Regions from separate parts of the Sus scrofa genome. Here region 2 is linked to region 1. A link is a contact called in public Hi-C data. All regions are on one chromosome and are shown on one strand. The core of a region is the stretch at or near the end of the contact, and the rest is flanking DNA. Distances in the headings are between cores, read along the strand shown.

Region 1 (4,154 bases), core at 606-3,105:
GGGAATGAATGCCGAGGTCAGTCAAGGGTGAGAGGGGGAGCCTGTCAGCCCCACAGGCAGCAGGAAGAGCTGTGGCGTCCAGCCCTGACCAGGCAGAGAAAAGGCAGGTCTGGTTCCAGTAGTCACTCGACAGAGCCTTCAGGATCTGGCGTCTCTGAGCATCCTGCTCCAGGTGTCCTCTTGGCTTCGGGAGCCAGGCAACCCCTTTTCATGGCTGGCTGCCGGCGGTCACCACTCATGGGCACCCAGATTGTTGGGAATTATCCTCTACAGGCGTGGAGGATGCCTGGTCAGCTCCGCCTGCGGGACTTCCCAGGCCCCATCTCAGGCCCGCAGGGAGCTGGCCAGTCAGCATCCCTCAGCGCTTCTCCCCACCCTCCCCCTACCCCCAATTAGTGCTGCCTCGGGGTGAGGAGGCCTCACCCTGGAAGCCTCAGAGCTGCCCTGGCCAGGGAGATCCCGAGCCAGGCCCTGTTGGTCGGAAACCCACTTCTGCCTGCAGATCCACCTCGTGGCTCCCCAAGGCCACTCCCTGAGCCAGGCGGGGAGGTTCTTCAAGGAGGCAGCACACCCTCCCCCAGCACACACCCGAGACTGGGCTGGGCCAGATCTCAGGCCAACAGGAGCCTCCCAGTCCAGGCCTCTGGGCCTCTGCCCACTTCTCTCTCCAGCCACCAGGCCTCCCAAGCCTCGGACCAAGTGGAAACAATGCAGCTCTTTTGGCAGCAAAAAAGAAGGGGAAAAGGGGGAGGAGGGGGAGGGCAAGCAGACATCATTTGCCCCTGGGTGGCAGGGCTCCAATGTGGAAGCCCCCGTCTGATCCCATCTCCTGGCAACTTCAAAAGAACTGTCAATTCAGGAGCTGGGAATAAATCAAGAAACGGCTCTGTGTTTGCAGGAACAGCAAGTGTTCTGAAACGTGCTTTCCACCCGCCACTTAGCATTTAGGAAGATAAACAAGGTGTGGTTTAAACAGCAGTTTTAATACTCCTGGGTCCCTCAAAGTATTTCACAGAGGATTCAGTTAGATGCCCTGGGGCAGTAACTTTTCAGAGAGGGGTGGGCTTGGTCCAGGGACTGCCTCGGCCTTCTGAAGTTAACCCGTCACCTTCCAAAGGGCCATGAAGGTGAAATGTCCACCTGGCCGGTCAGGGACTCGCAGTTAAACGGGACCCTGCGCTGCCTTTGGACTTGGCTAGCCCCTTGGTTTTCAAGCCAAACTGTCAGACACATGAAACTACTGAGCAAACGTGGGGAAGCGGCCTTGCTCTGCTTTTGGCTGCCGCTGCCATGCTCACGGCCTCTGTTTTCCACGCCAAGTGTGGAGGCCACAGTGCCAGACACTCAAGTATGGGGAGGGATTGTAACCCGGAGAGTCATCCACTTCAACCCACACATTAAAGTGAAACTGGAATTTCCCAGGGTCCTCAAAGGCAAAGTAAGCTCTCTCGGATGCCATCGTTTTCAAGGAGGTGAGGACGGTAGGATGTTCAACCCTGAGGCTTGAAATTCCACCATCAGCATCTTCCAGCCTTTAGCGGAAGGCAGAAAGGCAGAGGCCTCACCTCATGTGTCTTAACGTGATTGACTGGCAGTGGTTCCTACAGCGCCAGGTTCACGATTGTCTGGGCTCAATGGGAAAGGATGCTGGGATCAATTAGTGATGTCTGCCGTGGGTACAGAGGAGGAGGGGGTAGGTAGCATGCGGTGGAAACCCAGCTGTTCTTGGGAGCAGCAGGCCTTGGGAAGCTGCCAGCCACTGTGCTCCACACTGTCTGAATGGTTTGACAGAGTGAGGACAGCACTGGGAGGCCACAGGGCACCTGAAGGAACAGAAGGGACAGGAGGAGGCTGGGGCTATAAGCCCTAAGTGTGTTCTTGTTTACGCCGGAGACTTGCCACAGGGTTCAGGGTGTCAACCCTCACTTGAAACAGGCATGAAACTTTACCGCAGTTAACAGGAAAACGTGGTCACGCGGCACAGGCCACGCCCCCCCGGAGGAAGGGGCTGGAGCAGGGCCTCTCTCCCAGCCCTGCTTTCTTCCAAATCAGTCACGGCAGCTTTTCACAGCCGCCATCCCCTTACTAGCTTGTTCATCCATGCACTCATTCAGCAATCAATAACGGAGGACTGTCTGAACAGACACAGGGCCCTCACCGCGGAAGCCAAAGTCAAGGCAGTCAGCACCTGTGTGCTTCTGCGTCTCCGTGGGAAGATGGGTCGGGCCAAGTCGGCTTGGAAGAAGAGGGTTTCCCAGGGCTGGACAGGGTGATTCAGTGGGCGGTGCCCATGCCCCTGAGTCACGGAGCCGACGCCCCACGTGGCGCTAGTCTCATCCGCTAAAGGTTGCTCCCGAGGTGTGACTGTTGAAACTCGGCCCCAACAAATGTCGGAGGGAGGCCCAGCACTTCCTTGGCCTGATGTTAAAGTCACGAGACAAAAGTCTAAAGGGCCTTTGGCAAAATTACGGTGAATTTCCATGCCTCTTGCTCCCTCCACTCCCCAGGTGTTGCTGTTAATCCCGTGAAAGCAGCTCCTCCGCCAGCCCTGGGGAAGCAGGGCCCCTGCGCCCCGCACGGCCCCCCTTGCTCACCGCTCTCCCCCCTCCGGTGACAGACGCAGCGCCGCCTGCCTGGACCCACGCACGCGCAGAGGGCTTCCAGATGCAACGCCCAGTCCAGCTCCTCCGAGCTGGCGCCAGAGAAGCCCTTCCTCCTGGTTGAGACCCAGCGCCTCCTCGACACTCGTGGTCTGCCACGGGGGTGTGCTGGGGGCTCTGCGGGGGGCGGCGGTACCCCACGGGGACTGACCAGGGAAACATGGTTACCTGCTATTGATCAGCTTTTCCTGTAGAGTCAGTTTGGGGTCTTTGCGGCCTCAGCCGTGGGGCTCAAGCAGCCGAGGCGGAAGCCACCCTCTGCAGACCTATCCTTCCCACGGTCAGCGAGCCCTCGGGCGGGACTTTCCCTGGGTGGCCGGTCAGGCAGGCTTCTGGACTCTTTTGTGGCTGACATGTCTCTGGACGAGGGCAGGCAGACCTGCATGGGGCCTGGTGACCACAGACCACACCTTCCAGGGCACAGCGCAAAAGGATTCAGAACAAAAGCAAGAGGGAGTGTTCAGCTGTTGTGCTGAGCCCCAGGCAGTGGGGGCCAGGTTGGCTTCTAACCCTAGAGCGAGAGCATCCAGCTGAGTGACCAGAAGTTTCAAGGATGTCCCTGTACTTTCTAGCCCAGAAGAGCCAGTGCTCAAGCACGGAACCCCCATCCCCCTCTAAAAACCGGGCGCTTGCAGTGACCCTTGGGTGGGCTCAGGCCCCAGGCTGGCTGGGTGGACCTGCCTCAGGCAGCCAGCAGGGCCCACCCTCCTTCTGGAATTTGCAAGATAATCCTGTGCTGCAGTCCACTTCCTCTGGTAAAATGAGGGTTTTAAAGGAAGACCACAAGGTAGAACATGCTTCTGTTCCATCACCTGCTGCATAAGCGGGAAGGGTTTTCTTTTGCTCCACAGGTGCAGAGTCTTGTTACCAAAGAAAGGGTCAGTCTCTTCTGTCTGGGTGCCGAGAAGGAGGGAAGGTTAGAGAGGGGCCGAGGCTGAAGCTGGTAGAACCTTGACCCAGTGAGGCTTGGGCAGAGGAGGGCCGGTGTGGAGGGAGTGAGAGGACCCAAGCAGGACACCAGCTGGCTGGTCTGACCGACTGGATGTCAGGTGAGCAAAGCCACCGGCCGCCCTTTGACCTCCATCAAGGGGCGGAGGGTCACCTCCCCAGAGGCACTCGTTCAGGCTCTGCCCTGTGGCCCCAGAGGCACCCTTCTCTGTGAACAGGACTCGCTCAGAGGAGGTCATGCTGCACAGCGTGGCCCTGTGACCACAGAGACAAAGATGGAGGAGCCCTAAGACTTCAGGTGGCTACCAAACACCGGCAGAGGCCTGGACAAGAGTGTCCCACACGGCTCAGGAGGAGCAGGTCTGCCCCACCTCCACCCCCACCCACCCACACTGGGCCTGTAGACTGAACATCAGAGTTGTCTGAGCTGTGCAGGGTGGGGACTTGGAGACTGCTGGCGACCCCAGGAGACCAGCAGTCCCTCTTCCTGCCTTTTCACCACCCTTTAAAGATCTGTCAGGCACCTGGGTGTGGGGCACGGTGTGC
Region 2 (4,154 bases), core at 820-3,319, 120 kb after region 1:
CTCTTTCCTTCTAGGAGCCCCATTATGCATGAGCTGGTACATGGTACCTACATTTCTCTAAGGCTCTCTTCATTTCCCCTCATCCTGTTCTTAGCTTCCATATCTCCATTGGCCTATGTTCAATTTCACTAATTCTTTCTTTCGCCAGTTCAAAACCATTGTTGAGCCCTTCTAGTGAGTCTTTTCCTTGTTATACCTTGACTCTAGAATTTCCATTTGATTCTAGTTTCTATAGTTTCCTCTGTCTTCAGTTACAGTTTCTGTTTAATGTGATGTGTACATACACCCATGGGAGCCCATTATAAAGGTCCTCACATCTTAGGGTTGCTGTCAGTGTTAAACAAGGAAACATATGTTTATAGCAGTGACTGCCCCCTACTAATTGCTCAATAAATGTAATTATTTCAGAGCCATACTGTCATGGGTTGAATTGTGTCTGCCCAAAAGAGGTGTTGGGGTCCTAAGCCCTGATAGCCATGTGGCCTTTGTGGAAATATGTCTTTGCAGATGGGATCAGTGAAGAGGAGATCATTAGGGTGGCCTGACACAGTGTGGCTGTTGTCTTCACAAGAGGAGATGATGGAGGGAGGGCTGGGGCTACAAGCCAAGGACACTGAGGATGCCAGTACCACCAGCAGGAAGAGTCAGAGAGGCCTTCCCTTTCCAGCCTTCAGGGGGAGCCCAACCCTGCTGGTGTCTTGAGAGAGCAGTGAGTGAGAGTTTCTATTGGTCTAAGGCCTCCTGTTTGTGGCACTAAGTTATGTCAGCTCCAAGGAATCAACACAAATGGCAGGGAATGTCTATTTCCTTCCAGGATACCAGGCTGGGTCACATTACCCTGTCTCCTTCCCTCAAATGCCTGTGGCCCATGAAATGCCCACCCAGTGCTCCCTCCAAAGACCTGCTGTGGAGCTTGACTGACAGCCTGGTGGGAGCGACTCTGATGCATTGGGACAATTGCCTCCAGGCCCCTCTTCTCCAGTGTAGGTGACTTTGCCCAGGGACCCCTCCATGTGGGGCACAGGCCACCCTGCTTTCTGAGGACTCCTCCTGGTGCCTCTGCAGCCACTGGGGTTGTGGGGGGTAAGCCTGTAGCACCCCGGGGAAGCCAGGCCCATGGAGACTGAGAAGGAAGGCCACATCCAGTGGCAGATTTGTGGGCCTTGATCACCTGAAAGCCCACCTCTGAGTGTCTCTTGTGGGTGAAGGGACATTTCCCTTTTTCTCTGAGTCCATTTTGATGTGGGGTCTGCCACAGCTCAAGACTTCCCAATCACATGGAGGCGGGTGGCTATCGCAGGTAGAGGGGACAGCAGCTAAACACGGCCAGGAGGATAAACACAGAAAAGACCGGCTCAGAGGCAGATACAAAAGGAGCCACAGGGAGGCAGGCATGGCCTGCACTGGGCCGGGTCCTCAGCATTTACCTGATTCTCCCCCACTCATGCCCACCCGCTAGCTTCAGGCCCACATGTCAGCCTGTCCTGCGCTCTGCTCTAGTTCTGAGAGGTCAGAGGGTGTGCAAAGGAGAGGGGTCCTTGGGTTCCTCTGTTTGGCCATCACAGCATCTTCTCTGACCACCACCTTGGCCCTTGGAAAATAAGTTCCATCTCTTGTTTTGGGGTTTGCCCCTGTGGACTTGCAATACTTCCCTTTTGCAAAATAATAACAGTAATAAGAGTCTTCTAGCAGCAAATCTGTTTATTTATTTATTTATTTATTTTGTCTTTTTGTCTTTCTAGGGCCGCACCCACAGCATATGGAGGTTCCCAGGCTAGGGGTCCAGTTGGAGCTGTAGCCACCAGCCTACACCAGAGCCACAGCAATGTAGGATCCGAGCCACATCTGCACCTATACCACAGCTCACTGCAATGCCGGACCCTTAACCCACTGAGTGAGGCCAGGGATCAAACTCGCAACCTCATGGTTCCTAGTCGGATTCGTTAACCACTGAGCCATGACGGGAACTCCAAATCTGTTTAATTAAGCAGCAACCCAAGGCAAGCCATTCTCACCACCAGCCTTAGACAGGGAGGCTGTTCTTACTTCCTTTTTCTCTTCTAATTGACTTTCATTTTACACACGGGGCAGTTTTCCTGAGGGGCTGGGCGCAGGAGCCCTCTGGCACAGGCTATGGCACAGGGCTCTGCCCCAGCCAGCAAGGTGGAATCTACCCACGGCTTGGGTCTGCTGAGCTTCCCAAACTATTTTTAAAGTGTTTTTGGTTCAATAAAGCTCTAAACAAGTTTTGCCAGGCACTTTTTCCATTAATTTTTAAACCAGAGTGTATTTCAAGGGAAATTTAATCCATGTGCTTCTGATTCATTTACACTTAACTCATCGAGATGTTGTGTTGAATCGTTTGATGTCCAAGCAGAAGGCGGCTTTTTACAAGCCCGCTTGGCCTTTTTTCCTTCTTGGAAACAGGAAGTGGCATCTCGCCAAAGCATAAATGGACATGAACCCTCAGGGAAGATGCTGTTTCAAATCCGCACCCAAGAGCCTGGGCTGCTGGGGCCCTGGGAGGAGGGTAGGGGGGCTCCGGGCAGGGGGAGCTGTGGCCAGATGGCCAGCACAGCCCACGGGACTCCCCCTACAACACCCCCGCCCCAGGCACCCAGACAGCAAGAGCACCTACACTGTGCTTTTCTTCTTGAAAATTGTGTCAATACTCATAACAAAATTGACGATCTTAACTGTTTTTACATGTATATGTCCCGGCGTCAGGCACACTCGCCCCGTGTGTAGCCATTACACCACCGTCTCCAGGGTTTTCTCAATGGCCCAGAAGGAAACCCGGCCCTAAGAAGCACTAGCTCCCGCCCGTCCATTCTCTGTGAACCTGCTTTTGTGTCCAGGCCCTGCTGTTCGTGGGGTCACAGGCTTTGTCCCTTGGCAAAGGCTTATTTCACTCAGCGTCACGTCTCCAAGGTTCATCCAGGTTGTGGTTTGTGTCATTATTTCCTTCCTCTTCGAGGCTGAATCACATTCCCTTGGGGACATGAGCCACATTCGTCTGCTCAGCCAGGGGCGGGGCTTCAGTTGTTTCCACCTTCCCTGCCTTGGGCACCAGTGCAGGTTTCCCCTGAGACCCCACCTTCTGGAGTGGATTTCAGGATTGTGCATGGTCCTGGGTTTGGCTCTGGGGACACTGGCTGGTGCTGGCCTTGTAGGTGTTGCTGTACCAGCCTCAGGTTGCAAGGACTCACCCCTGGAGGAGACCTCTCAGGGCCCCAGCAGCCTAACCTCAGGGGTGCAGATGCAGCGGGGAGGGGTGGTGGGGCCCCAGGCTGCTGCTCCTGGGGTGCGGTCAGCTCAAAGCTGGAGCCACTTCAGAGAAGATGCAGTGCCTGTCACGGCACAGGACGAGAACAAATCATCTGGGCCTGGGAGCAAAAGGCAGTGTGGCACCTGCAGGGGCTCAGGGCCTGGCTGAAGCTAAGAAACAGCGCAGGATTCTCTGGTCCTGGTCAGAAGGAGCTCTGTGGTTGCCTCCCCTGTGTCCCCATCTCCTTGTCCCTCTCTCCCTCTGTCTCCTTGTCTCTCTATCCCCTCTGTCTCTCTGTCCCTCTGCCTGTCCCTGTCCCTCTGTTTCTGTCTCTCGTCCCCTCATCGTTGCTGTGTGATCAGCACATTGAGCTCACACCCTTGGTCCTCATGAAAGTGTCCTCCAGATCAATCTCTGCTCAAGCTGGGCACAGAGCTGCCAGGTGGGCCAGAGCCAGCCTTGGCGGCCCCTCCTAGGCAGTGTGATGGGGCCCACAATGGCCTGGGGGTCAGGGCAGCAGGGGAGGAGGCTGGGGTCTGCAGCCCAGTGGCTCACCCACCAGCCTAAGGGGCAGTGTCACTGAAATGGCTGCAGTGTCCACCAGGCACACCAGCTGGCTGTCTACCTGCCCGTCCACCTGTCCCCACCATGGTGACCCTGTTTCCTGATTCACATGGGTGCCCCGGGCTAGAGGCTCTGAGGACAGCTCATCCTGCAGACCCTTAGGACCAGGTGCTGGGTGTCAGGGTGGGGTGGGTGGGTGACTGGAGAGTGGGAGTCCAGGCTGCGGGGGCCTCCAGGGAGGGTTTGCCTCACTGGCTGTGACTTGGGATCCCCCCGACCCCTCTGAGCGTTGCTTCCAGATCCAGCCCGGGCCCCTTTCTGT

What was found. A called contact is a pair of places that touch in the nucleus more often than the background predicts.
Region 2: a Hi-C map of retroperitoneal adipose tissue shows a contact between it and region 1, with 2.1 times the contacts expected there. The contact joins two enhancer-like sites. A contact is called at or near these places in 1 of 5 promoter capture datasets (fetal skeletal muscle) and 10 of 47 Hi-C or Micro-C datasets (adipose tissue, blood, embryonic fibroblasts and 6 more).

What each region holds. Positions count from the first base shown.
Region 1 is chr1:145,894,981-145,899,134 of Sscrofa11.1, forward strand. No RefSeq gene overlaps it. Among named protein-coding and RNA genes, the nearest start is that of CTDP1, 85 kb to the left of the region's middle. Within about 2 kb of position 1,856, at least 30 of the 83 cell types and tissues checked have an H3K27ac peak or open chromatin away from gene starts, as enhancers often do. A contact at or near this core is called in adipose tissue and retroperitoneal adipose tissue, where this site is marked.
Region 2 is chr1:146,013,677-146,017,830 of Sscrofa11.1, forward strand. No RefSeq gene overlaps it. Among named protein-coding and RNA genes, the nearest start is that of NFATC1, 13 kb to the left of the region's middle. Within about 2 kb of position 2,070, at least 8 of the 83 cell types and tissues checked have an H3K27ac peak or open chromatin away from gene starts, as enhancers often do. A contact at or near this core is called in adipose tissue and retroperitoneal adipose tissue, where this site is marked.